Regions from separate parts of the Mus musculus genome. Here all the other regions are linked to region 2. Evidence: chromatin contacts called from public Hi-C and HiChIP or PLAC-seq data. All regions are on one chromosome and are shown on one strand. Each heading gives the region's core, a stretch centred on a gene start, on an enhancer-like site or on the middle of the called end of the contact. The rest is flanking DNA. Distances are from core to core; before and after follow the strand shown. Region 1 has its middle 15 kb from the start of Exo5. Region 2 overlaps Scmh1 (sex comb on midleg homolog 1). Region 3 overlaps Hivep3 (human immunodeficiency virus type I enhancer binding protein 3).

Region 1 (3,630 bases), core at 839-3,338, 390 kb before region 2:
AGATCCCTCTGGGTCACTGACATTTCTCAGACACAGGTAAGGAAGGGACTTTTTATCAACAGTATTCATTTATTAGTATCATTCATTCAGGCACTCATTTTGCAGGGCTGAGGATTGAACCCAGGGCCTTCCATATGCTAGGCCAACATTCCACCATTGAGCTACATCCCTAACCACATGAGATAATTTTATAAAACCTACAAAAAAATATGGTTTTGTTGAAGGGATGATTTAAAAAAACACCCACAACAACAACAAAACCCAGAGTCTTACGTAGCCCAGGCTAGGTCAAACGTGCTATGAAACTCCTGATCTTCCAGCCTCTGCCTCCAGAGTGCTGGGATTACAGGTGTGCACTACCACACTCAGTCAGAGGAGACAATAATATTCTTCTTCTTATTATTATTATTGATACAGGATCTCATTATGTCACCCTGGCTGGCCTGGAACTCTCTCTGCAGATCAGACTGGCCTTGAGTTTGCAGAGACCCTGCCTCTGCTTCCAGAGTGCTGGAATTAAAGGCATATCCCACCACAGCCTGTCTGATATTTTAGGACTAGCCTAGATCTTCATTCCTGGGTCCTGGAAGATATCCTTTACCAATCTATGCAATTTCTAGGCAAACATACAGACATAAAGCAGTCAAGACTGCGAGCCCCCACTCTACCAGCCATACAGGTGACACTAGCTAGTGAGCTATGCTAGGCTTTATTTATAAAGGAGCTGGCGGCCACAGTTTGGCAACCTCTTCACAATCCCCTCTCATAGTTATTATTGGCACAGGTGTTGGTCTCATGTGCAGTTCTCAGTGACTCACTTTCGGCAGTCGGTGGAATCTTCAGCGAGGCCTTTTCTTTGGCAGGTTGCTCCTCCCTACTCCGTGAACATTGATGCTTCAACAGCCAGTTTGCTTTTGAAACTGTCTCACCATGTAGCCCTGGTTGATCTGAAACTTCCTATGACTGGGCTGACCTTAAACTCAGAGATCCACCTTCCCATGTCTCCTGAGTGCTGGGACTAAGGGCAGGAGTCACAGTATCCAACCTTGATAAGCCAGTCTTCTGTCATTGTCCCCTCACACCACATGGGCCTGGGGCTGAACTATGGACACTGTGTGACTGATGATGGCTAAATGTGCTGCTATAGTTTTTTGTTTTTGTTTTTGTTTTTTGTTTTGTCAACTTGACACAAGCTGGAGTCATCTGAGAAGAGGGACTCTCAATTGAGAAGACTCCATTAGATTAGCCTGTAGTTCGTTTTTTGTTTTTTTGTTTTTTTTCCTTTTTGTTTGTTTGTTCTCGTCTACCAAAGCTTCAGTCTTTTCAAATGGCTCCTGGCCAGGAATTCCCCGGGAGCAGGATTTGGAACGGATAGTAGTCTCCATCCTATACCATAGACTCCTGTTTTCAGACAACATTTTGAAAATAGGCATTACGGGGGTATAATTACAGATGTAATGTACTCTTTCTGTTGTTTTGCTTGGGGGAGGGTAGGGTGTGGCTAGGTAACCTAGACTATCCTTGAACACTTGATCCTCATACATCAGTTTCCCAAGTGCTGGAATTACAAGCCTAAGCCACCACACTTAGTTTACTAATTGACGTTCCCCACGCCCCCTGCAAATTAGTCTTGAATGTTCTAAAATTTCATGTAATGAAGGCATTTACCCTTTGTGTAATACCTTTCCTTCAGCACGCACATGTTGTTGTCATTTTGACACTTCATCCCTGCTGTTGCTTTTGCAAGCACAGTAGTGTCCTATGGTTGCCCATCTCAATATGCCACAGGTGGATTTTCCCCCACTGTGGGTAGATGTGACAGTTATACATCTGTTACTTCTTCCAATCTTCCTTCCGTTGCCTGTTCTGTCATAGTTCCTTAAAGGTAGTGGTTTTTAACCTTCCTAAAATTGTGACCCGTTAATAGAGTTCCTCATGTTGTGGTGACCCCCCAACCATAAAATACTTAGGCGACTAACAGATGACGCCCCAAAAAGGGTCGACCCACAGGTTAAGAGCAGCGGCTTCAAGTTTCTTTCAATGAGAGCACGACATTTTGTCAGTAGATGGCGCTGCAGAGCCATTGCAGCAGGAAGGAACTTGCATTTCCTTCTGGTGAGTTGTTTTACTCTCCCCGTCTGTGCCAACAGCACATGCATGGGCTATCTGTTTGTGTTTTGCCCCGACTACATGTCCCCATCACATTAACACCTATAAAGATACAACCCTAGTCCAGAGCCGCCTTGAACAATGCTCCCAATGAGGACACTGCCCATCTCAGCTGGCCCGGACATGGACATTCGTGACTCCTGTGTGCCAAGTCTCAGCTTCTGCTCCAGGGTGCTTCCAACACCAGGTCTTGCACCATTCTGTGTGCAAGTAGGTTCATGACTATTCTGGGCACTCGTGTTTCTTCTACCAAGGCTAGCCTTTGTAGCACAGCCGACTTCTTACATTATCGTACATGTTTGCTAACAGGTTTGCGTCACAGCTTTAGGAAGAGTCCCACCTTCCAATTTGTTTCTTTGGGTATCTTCCTTCAGCTTTAGGATAGTCCTTAGGTCATTTTGAACTCGGGGCCTTGTGCGTGCTAGGCAAGTACTCTACCACTGAAGGATACCAGGCTTTTCCCTCTCCTTTTACATCTTCATAGCTGCTCCAATGCTAAATTGATGTGTTTTTCTTTTGTTATTATCTTTTCTTGAGACAAGGTCTCCTATGTAGCCCAGGCTGGCCATGAACTTACCATGATTCTCCTACATCTACTTTGAAGTGTTTGGATTACAGGCATGAGCCTACTAAACTGGCTGGTTTGTTTTAACATTTCCTTCTTAAGCTGGGCATAGTGAGGTATCCCTGGCCTCAGGTTAAACTACACATTGAGTTCCAAAACAGCTTGGGTCACAGTAAAAACATGTCTTAGAAAGAAAAAAAAAAAAAAACGGAATTAATTATATGATTACTTAATAAAGTCCCTCTTTCAAATTTCTACGTGGTTTCAATATTTGGACTGCACTGTAACAGACAGTTTGTAAGTTTGTTTCCATTTGGGGCTTTCATGAGTGGATAAAGCTGTTTTGGATGTTCTCGCCTTTGGGAAGTTGTCTTGTCTTTTCCTCCTTTCTTTCCTTTCTTTCTTTCTATCTTTCTTTCTTTCTTTCTTTTTTCCTTCCTTCCTTCCTTCCTTCCTTCCTTCCTTTCTTTCTTTCTTTCTTTCTTTCCTTCTTTCCTAGAACACTCCCATGTTATTTATTTTTTTTTTGTTTGTTTGTTTTTGAGAAAAGGTCTCACTGTGATGCTCTGGCTGGTCTGGATCTTTTTTTTTTTTTGTAAAATTTAAAATTTTATTGATTTAAATACACCAGCCATTTATAAAATCATGATAATAATTAAATTACAAAATGAGAAAAAGCAAAAGCAAAATCAGCCCACCAAAAGTATAATGGAGCATAGCAAGCAAAATGTTCAGGATTTTATAAGAACAGATCATGCATGTTACTTAATATTAGCACTGACCATTCATTCAGCTCCAGTTAAATATCATTCAACTCAAGGAAGAGCGTCAACAGATGCATTTCTGGGGAATGTGCTATTGCATGTTAATGACCAAATAGTGAGTACATTATCTAT
Region 2 (3,502 bases), core at 572-3,071:
GCTCTTAACCACTGAGCCATCTCTCCAGCCCCTAGAAAAATATTTTACTTGTTAGCTGGGCCATGGTGGCACCTGGGAAGAAGAGGCAGGTAGATCTCTGTGAGTTCAAGGGCAGCATGGTCTATAGTCCTAGTTCCAGGGCCACACAAAGAAATCCTGTCTTGAAAAACCAAAACAAACAATCAAGATAAAATTTCACTTGCAGTTAATTCTTGTGTGTTAAATAAACAAAAGTCATGTACATAGATATGTATTAAATATATAGATACCAGTATATGTGTGAACAGTGCAACAGAGCAAATGCTACAAAAAGTTAAAAGTGACTCTTCGTGAAGATGCGTTTTACTTTTGTTGTAATTTTTCTATAGGTTTGAAAGTTTCTAAAATAGAGCAGTGAGAACAGTAAATCTCAGTTCAGGTAAGGAAACTTAACAGGATATGAACTTTTGATGGTTCTCTGTTACATTGTAAGTACATGGTCAGCTGAGCCAAGTCCACAGATGTCGTAGGGCAAGGTGGTGGCAAGGCAGGAAGGGGAAAGGGCTCCAGGAAATGTGGGGGAATGGCAACAAAACAGGTTTAAAGGAAAAACAAACAAAAAAAGCTACAGATACTAATGGGGCTCTGCAGAGGGCCGGTAAATAACCAGAAAAATATAGGTGCCAATGAGGTATCAGAGCAGAGGAACAGGCAGGCAGAGAAGACAAGCTACAGAGAGGAGGAGTCAGAAGTCTAGACAAAGGCCTGGCTTGTCTGGGCACAGTTAAAACTACTAGTAAGAAGTAAACAGAAGGCAGGATGCAAGTAGACAACATGCTGAAACCTCCCATGAAGAACAGCTTGGTGGGCAGAGAGGCTCAGAGTTGGTGCAGCCTGTCTGACATGGGGTTGATGGGACACAGTCACAGCTAGAAAGGGTACCCCTACTCTTCTTCATGACTAGAGGCCCACTGCGGGCATGCCCCCAGCAGCCGCTGTACTTTCCCAGTTCATGAGGGGCAGTGTTCTAAGTTTCTTCTCTTTGTGCAGCTCCCTCTCATGCACCTCCTCTTTCAGATTTCCAGTCAGGCCTTTCATTAGGGAAACAGAGCCCAGGGCTCCCAAATGACAATGGCTGAGAATATTTAACACGTTGTCTTTGTCTGTTCCAACTCCAGCCTATCCAATACAACATTCTAACTGAAGGACTGTTCTTATAGGTTCTGATGTTTAAAAAAAAAAAAAAAGCAATTTAGAGCAGGTAGTTTAAGAAGTTTCCTCTGAAGAAAAGAACCACCTGAGAGGCATGAGACAGCTGCAGGGCCCAGATGTTTGGTTGACATGCAGGCAAAGGAGTAGTTTAGGTATCTTTTCACCTCAAATCACATAAGCAATCCTCATTTGTGGCAGAAGTATAGAGGGGTCAGAGGAGACTGGTTGTGTGGTCTCTTCCCTGAGTACATTCTCTAGAAGTGATACTTTCGTCAGAAGTCTTTTCATTAAGAGTCTGATGAAAAGACATCAGGAAAGGGAGTGTGGGAGTGAGACCCATGCAGAAGCCCCAGGCACCTTTCAGACTCACGAACCTGAGATAGACAGAGTAGCCCCAGGCTGACGTACCTCCTCTCTACTCAGGGCACCATCACAGGTGTCTTTTAAAGAACAATTCCTCCCATTTAACAGCAACCTACCTCTCTCTGTTTGGACCAAGCTTTCCTCCCTCCCTCGGTTCTGTGTCCTGTATTCCAGATCAGAGCTGCCGAGCTCCACTCATTCTTCAAGCACTCTGGGAAGTGCTTAGTCACTGACCTAGCCACGTGGCATCCGCTTTCTCATTGTGGCTCTGGTATGTTAACTAAAAAGTTATTTTCCAGCCTAGTTGGAAACAGCAGGAACTTGAATGGACTTGTTAGACTGGCAATGCTAGAAGTTAGGGCCACATGCCAAAGAAAAGAATGGATGGCCAATCAAAAGGAACAACTTCCTCCATCTCTAGCCTAAGAGTAAACCTTGTAGCTAGCAAAGGAGAGCTGCATGAGGCCTCTGATTCATACTGAGAGATGTGCTGGGGCTTCTTGGGCTGCACAGAAGGAACCCATAGGACAACTTCTCGAGACAGGGGTCCAGAGGAAAGAGAGATTCTAGAGTGACAGCAAAATTCTGAAGACTTAAAGTGGCAGAAACCCAAAACCCCCTAGATTAACCCAGATGTGGCAAGGGTAAAGGGCAGAAACCAGATCTCCGGAGTGTGGGTGCTAGGCTCGCAGGCGCTCCTGGCTGCACAGCCACAGCTCAGCCCAGTCCCCATCCCAGCTCCTACCTGGTAGGTACCTGTCGTGGTTGTGATTATACTCTGTGGCAGTGAGTGATAAGTGAGTCTGTGTAAAGGGCTGGTTGCCAAACAGATTGTCACTTCGAAGGTTGTGGCAGAGCTTCTCCAGGAAACGGAGGACATAGGTGATGCTGTTGACTGCTGGGAGGTTCAGAGTGTGCTGTTCCCGGTCAAACACGGCTGTGGAGTCAAGTACACAAAGAAGTAAGTTGTACAACGATGGGTCGTGCCGGCTGGAGAAGCTCAGCTCATGTGTGTCTTAGGCTTGGCAGGTTACAAAAGGCAGTGCCAGGCTGCTTGCCCACTTGTTTTCTTCCTGCTCTTTTCCTTGCTCAAGGGCTTTGATTTTTGCCTCTAACTCCAAAGGGCGTGTAATCATGGGAGTGCCAGGCCAGGTCTGTTGCACCCTCAGGGCTCTGGTGTGGTCTGACTCAACCTGTGCAAACAACTATGAACATAATGCTATCTGCTTCATCACCTGGCTGGGCCTCTTTCAGGAAGTGCGCTCACCTAGGGTGCTGTGTTCACAAGAAATCTGCCCAACAACAGGGAGGCTATGCCGAAATAATACTGCTGTTGTTAGCAGCGGCCTAGACATACAATTTCCAATCTACATCAGGATACTGGATTTGGACAACATTGGGAAATGTTTCACACTTGTTATTTTTACATACTAATTTCTATCAAAATATTGTCATAATTTTTAAAAAGCAAAAGGCTCATGTAAGTGTCTTTGAGGGAAGTGAGGAAATGGAAATCTGGGGAGATAAATCACTCAAGAAAGTTTTAAAGAGGAAGAACTCTAGGCAGTAGAGGTGAAGAGCAACTGCAGGCAGTTAGGACACCTCAGACCCTGCAGACGGCTGCAAAGGAGGCCAGAGAGTGGTCTGGGCCTCAAGACCTGGTTTGAATGTATCTGCAGTACCCATCCTCCATGCATCCAGTGACTGTCTGGACTTGCCTCTGTAACATTTCTGTTGTCACCCTTCTATAGAGTATGTAGATTTTCTTTTCCACCATTGCAGACATGAGTCTGTTTTCCCTTTTCCTGGCTAGTGTTTGGCAGAAACCTCTGCCACACAGTAAAGGCTCAACAGGTATTTGCTAAAAGGACTATTTGGCTGTTTATGCTTCCTGTCAGCTGGTTCCTTAATACCATAGCAGCTTGCTAAGGGGAAAGGGGGGGGGGAC
Region 3 (3,450 bases), core at 686-3,185, 390 kb after region 2:
TGTCTCCCCCTCCCATAGGCAGGTGGCCAGGGTGGCACTGTTAGCATCTGCACATGAAGGCTGAAGCAGGGTCCTGACTGGGGAGGGAGTTGGGGCCAGCATCTCCTGACATCCATCAAGACAGGCCCCAAAGCCCTTCTTTACTGAGGAGAAAGTGAAGGCCCCCTGTATGAGTCCCAGTGTGGCGGGGATGATGGAAGAAGCCCTCTCCAGACCACACTACTTCAGGCACTCCACATCTGATTCCTGCAGGCATCTAAAGGGTTCCCCTGCCTGCTCAGCACCCCCCCCCCCTTTCCTGATATTCCATATGGGCCTTTTTCTGCCTTTAGTGCTTTCAAATCTAGTGGAAGGCACTGGACAGAACCTTCTGGGTGCAGTTTCTAAGACTGGCCACAGGGTGGCAGTGGCTGACAACCCATTCCTTAGCAGTGTGCTGGAGCTAGGGCATCCTGGCTTGGTGCTCTTCAGGGCAGTTCCTGCTACCAACTCTATGTTTAGGATACCCAGATCCTAATGCCCGTCGCTGGGTCTGCCTTGGTGCATGAAGTAACAACTCCATCCTTCCAGTCTCTTAGGTTACAAAGCTTGGAGCCATCCCTGGCCCTTTCCCTCCCCTCCTCTGCCCTCTATGATGTAGCAGGACCATCTATGGGCTCAGTCTCTGAAAGCATCTGGAATCAGACCACTTCTCACCTGAACTGTGCTCATGTGTCTGGCCTAGATCACATCCCTACACCCCTGCTGGAGTTCTCCGCACACAGGCAGAGGACATATGTATCACTCCCATTATACTCAAGGATAGAGGATAGAGGTCAGCCAAGGCCCCCTGTCTTTCATGGTCCTTCATGGTCCCATGTCTGGGCTTATGTTACAGGGCCCTCGCCAGGACACCATCTATAGTAGCCTGGCATGCATTTTGACAACATGGGGGCCTCACATTATAATTTGTGAAGACAGTGCTTTGAGTGGATTGTTGTAAACATTGGTTTATTCAGTGTTAAAAGAAACATGATCTAACTCTTGTTAGATTGCTTCACAAACAGAAAATAAAAACCACAGCTTTCTCCTTTCTTCTCTGCCCCCCACCCCCCTGACCCACTCCCTTCTTCGTCTTGTCACACTAAGCCCTGACCCTGACTCCTGAGAATCTACAGCTAAGGTTTGTCATTCTATCTGCCGCAGCCCCTCTGGCCTCCCTCCTTACCCGTGTCCCCTGCCTTGTCTGCTATCAGTCTGCCTCTAGCTTGTTTCTGATGCTGGAGGACCATAGTCAGGTTGTAGTGATGTGTCAGGGCCGAGAAGGGATGGACCTACCCGATCTAGCTTTGCCTTTCTCAGTGACACTCGCAGTCCCACAGACCACATTGCAGGTTCCTATCAGAAGAGACTTCTAGTTAAGTGCCTGAAGATCTATCCAGGTCCCACTAAGACAACTCAAGGCACGTGTTTAGACTGTGCTTGGCACACACTGGGTGCGCCGAGTTCCCGTTGGGGCTGGCTTTCTGCTGGAACACTAGGTTATACTGAACTGCACAGTGACTGGCTCTGTGGCACTGGGGAGCATTTTATGAATTTAACATTTGCTGCTTCCCAGTTGTTCAGCAAACTAGAAGGGAGGACATAGAAGGGAAAGATGGTGGGAGGGAGAGAGAGGAAGGGGAACAGTAGTAGAAATGAGGGTGTCTGGAAAGGGGGAAGGTCAGGGGTAAGGGGGAGGGATGTGAAGTGGAGAGGGAGTTAGGGAAAGAGGAGGTTGGTACAGTACCTTCTTCGGCTTCCAGCTCCTCCAGCACCCCCGTCTCTTGGCACTTTTTGCTGTGGGCTTTCGACTTCATGTGCTTAGTCAGATTCCCTGGAAAGAAATGAGAACAGACTCATGGCCTGGTGGTAGGGGGAGGGCAATACACAGCTGCCAGGCCACAGCTCCTTACACAAGTGCCGAGGGCTGGGCAGGGGCCAAGGCCTCCTGTGCTCCAGCATGCAGCCAGACTATGCAACTGTAACTGCTACAGAAGGTCAAACACAGGAGCTGGGGCAGGGAGGGCATGCAGCTGGGGGGGAGGGGGCAGGGTACAGTGAGAACCAGAGATGCTGGTTAAAACACAGAGAAGTTGAAAGACCACTCAGGTGCATTTTTTTTCTTCTGCTTCTGTCTTATGTTTGGGCCCCGGGGCTGGTGGCACACTCAGATAAGATGATTTGCAATCTTAAATGCTGGAGTGACATGGGATTCTCATGACTAATACAGTAGCTGCGGGCTGAGAAGTTCTTCTGACCGAGTATACTACAATCAGGCCAATCCTTAGGGTCTAAGCAGAGAAAGCAGGGCATGGTTCCTTGCAGGAGCAGTGAGGTGAGCAGCAAGGGACATGAGCCCCACAGGCTCTGGGACGCAGGCTGGGACTGTCTTAGGGACAGCCCCCTCTCTGGGGCACAGTGCAGACAGAGGACTAGAGTGCTATGGGAATGGGTTGTCCAAGGCTCTGTGAAGCCCTGAGGTACTGCCCCAAGTTGTAGGCCTGGCCCCATAGGCTGGGGAACTGGAGCGATAGCTTCTGAGGCCAGGGTAACAACAACAGCAACAGTGATGTCAGGTTCTCCATGGTGCACACCTGTGACAGGCTGCAGGGTGAGGAGCTCTGTGGACAGCAGGTTCAGGGAGGAGAGGCTAAGCTCCCTGTCCTGTCCCCAGAGAACACAGACAGACGTCACAGGAAGTTCCTTTGGGTTGTGCTCTGAGGACTGTTGTATTTCCACATGGCTGATCCTATAACATGTCTGAAGCTCCCGGGGTCAGGTACGCTGTCCCATGAGCCTTAAATTGTTGAGTCTGAATGGATGGACGGAAGGAGGTAGAATGGAAAGATGGAGTCTCTGGGAACGAGTGCACAGGGGGACGAGGTATGGCGAATGGAGGAACATGGAGAGAAAGATAGAAGCATGAGGACAGATGGACACTGGAGGAGAAGCCGATGGCAGGCAGGCAGACAGAGGAGGCAAGGTCCACGGGGAAAAATAAACAGGGGAACTGGTGGAAGTTGGCCTGTAAGCAGATGGAAAGATGGGCGGCTACATGATCGGAGGATGGATGTCCACACGTGGGAATGTATGGGAGGCCAGTCCAGAGGGGAAAAGGAGAATGGGCAGACAGATAGAGCCGGGGGTGGGGACAAGAAAACCTGTGTGTGTGTGTGTGTGTGTGTGTGTGTGTGTGTGTGTGTGTGTGTGTGCGTGGGGGGGGGGCGCATGAACAGGGACACTGTTAGATGAGTAGACAGGAGACAGAGCTAATGGGAAGAGAGATGGACAGACAGATGAACATAGCCTAACCAAGGGTGATCTCCACTCAGAAACGTCAGGTTTTCGGCTGAGGCTGCTGGGGAAGCACAAGTGAGATTGGGTGAATACGATGGCCAAGACTAGAGAGGACTAACTCCTTCTCTTCCC

Evidence for each region. HiChIP or PLAC-seq counts read pairs in DNA pulled down with a chosen protein or histone mark. Hi-C and Micro-C count contacts between places; a contact is called where the count stands out from the background.
Region 1: a CTCF HiChIP or PLAC-seq map of the NIH/3T3 cell line shows a contact between it and region 2, with 5 read pairs. The contact joins two enhancer-like sites. A contact is called at or near these places in 3 of 39 promoter capture datasets (cranial neural crest, hippocampal neurons and neural stem cells), 1 of 15 datasets of contacts at CTCF or cohesin (the NIH/3T3 cell line) and 1 of 9 other capture datasets (embryonic stem cells).
Region 3: a contact with region 2 is called in a Hi-C map of the C2C12 cell line, with 2.4 times the contacts expected there. The contact joins two enhancer-like sites.

Annotation. Positions count from the first base shown.
Region 1 is chr4:120,908,454-120,912,083 of GRCm38.p6, reverse strand. No RefSeq gene overlaps it. Among named protein-coding and RNA genes, the nearest start is that of Exo5, 15 kb to the left of the region's middle. Within about 2 kb of position 2,088, at least 13 of the 459 cell types and tissues checked have an H3K27ac peak or open chromatin away from gene starts, as enhancers often do. A contact at or near this core is called in the NIH/3T3 cell line, where this site is marked.
Region 2 is chr4:120,515,875-120,519,376 of GRCm38.p6, reverse strand. Scmh1 (sex comb on midleg homolog 1) reads right to left here. Exons shown (of 18, transcript NM_001379185.1): 14 at 2,300-2,491. Among named protein-coding and RNA genes, the nearest start is that of Slfnl1, 15 kb to the left of the region's middle. Within about 2 kb of position 1,821, at least 115 of the 459 cell types and tissues checked have an H3K27ac peak or open chromatin away from gene starts, as enhancers often do. A contact at or near this core is called in the C2C12 cell line and the NIH/3T3 cell line, where this site is marked.
Region 3 is chr4:120,126,681-120,130,130 of GRCm38.p6, reverse strand. Hivep3 (human immunodeficiency virus type I enhancer binding protein 3) reads right to left here. Exons shown (of 9, transcript NM_010657.3): 7 at 1,769-1,855. Among named protein-coding and RNA genes, the nearest start is that of Edn2, 33 kb to the left of the region's middle. Within about 2 kb of position 1,935, at least 50 of the 459 cell types and tissues checked have an H3K27ac peak or open chromatin away from gene starts, as enhancers often do. A contact at or near this core is called in the C2C12 cell line, where this site is marked.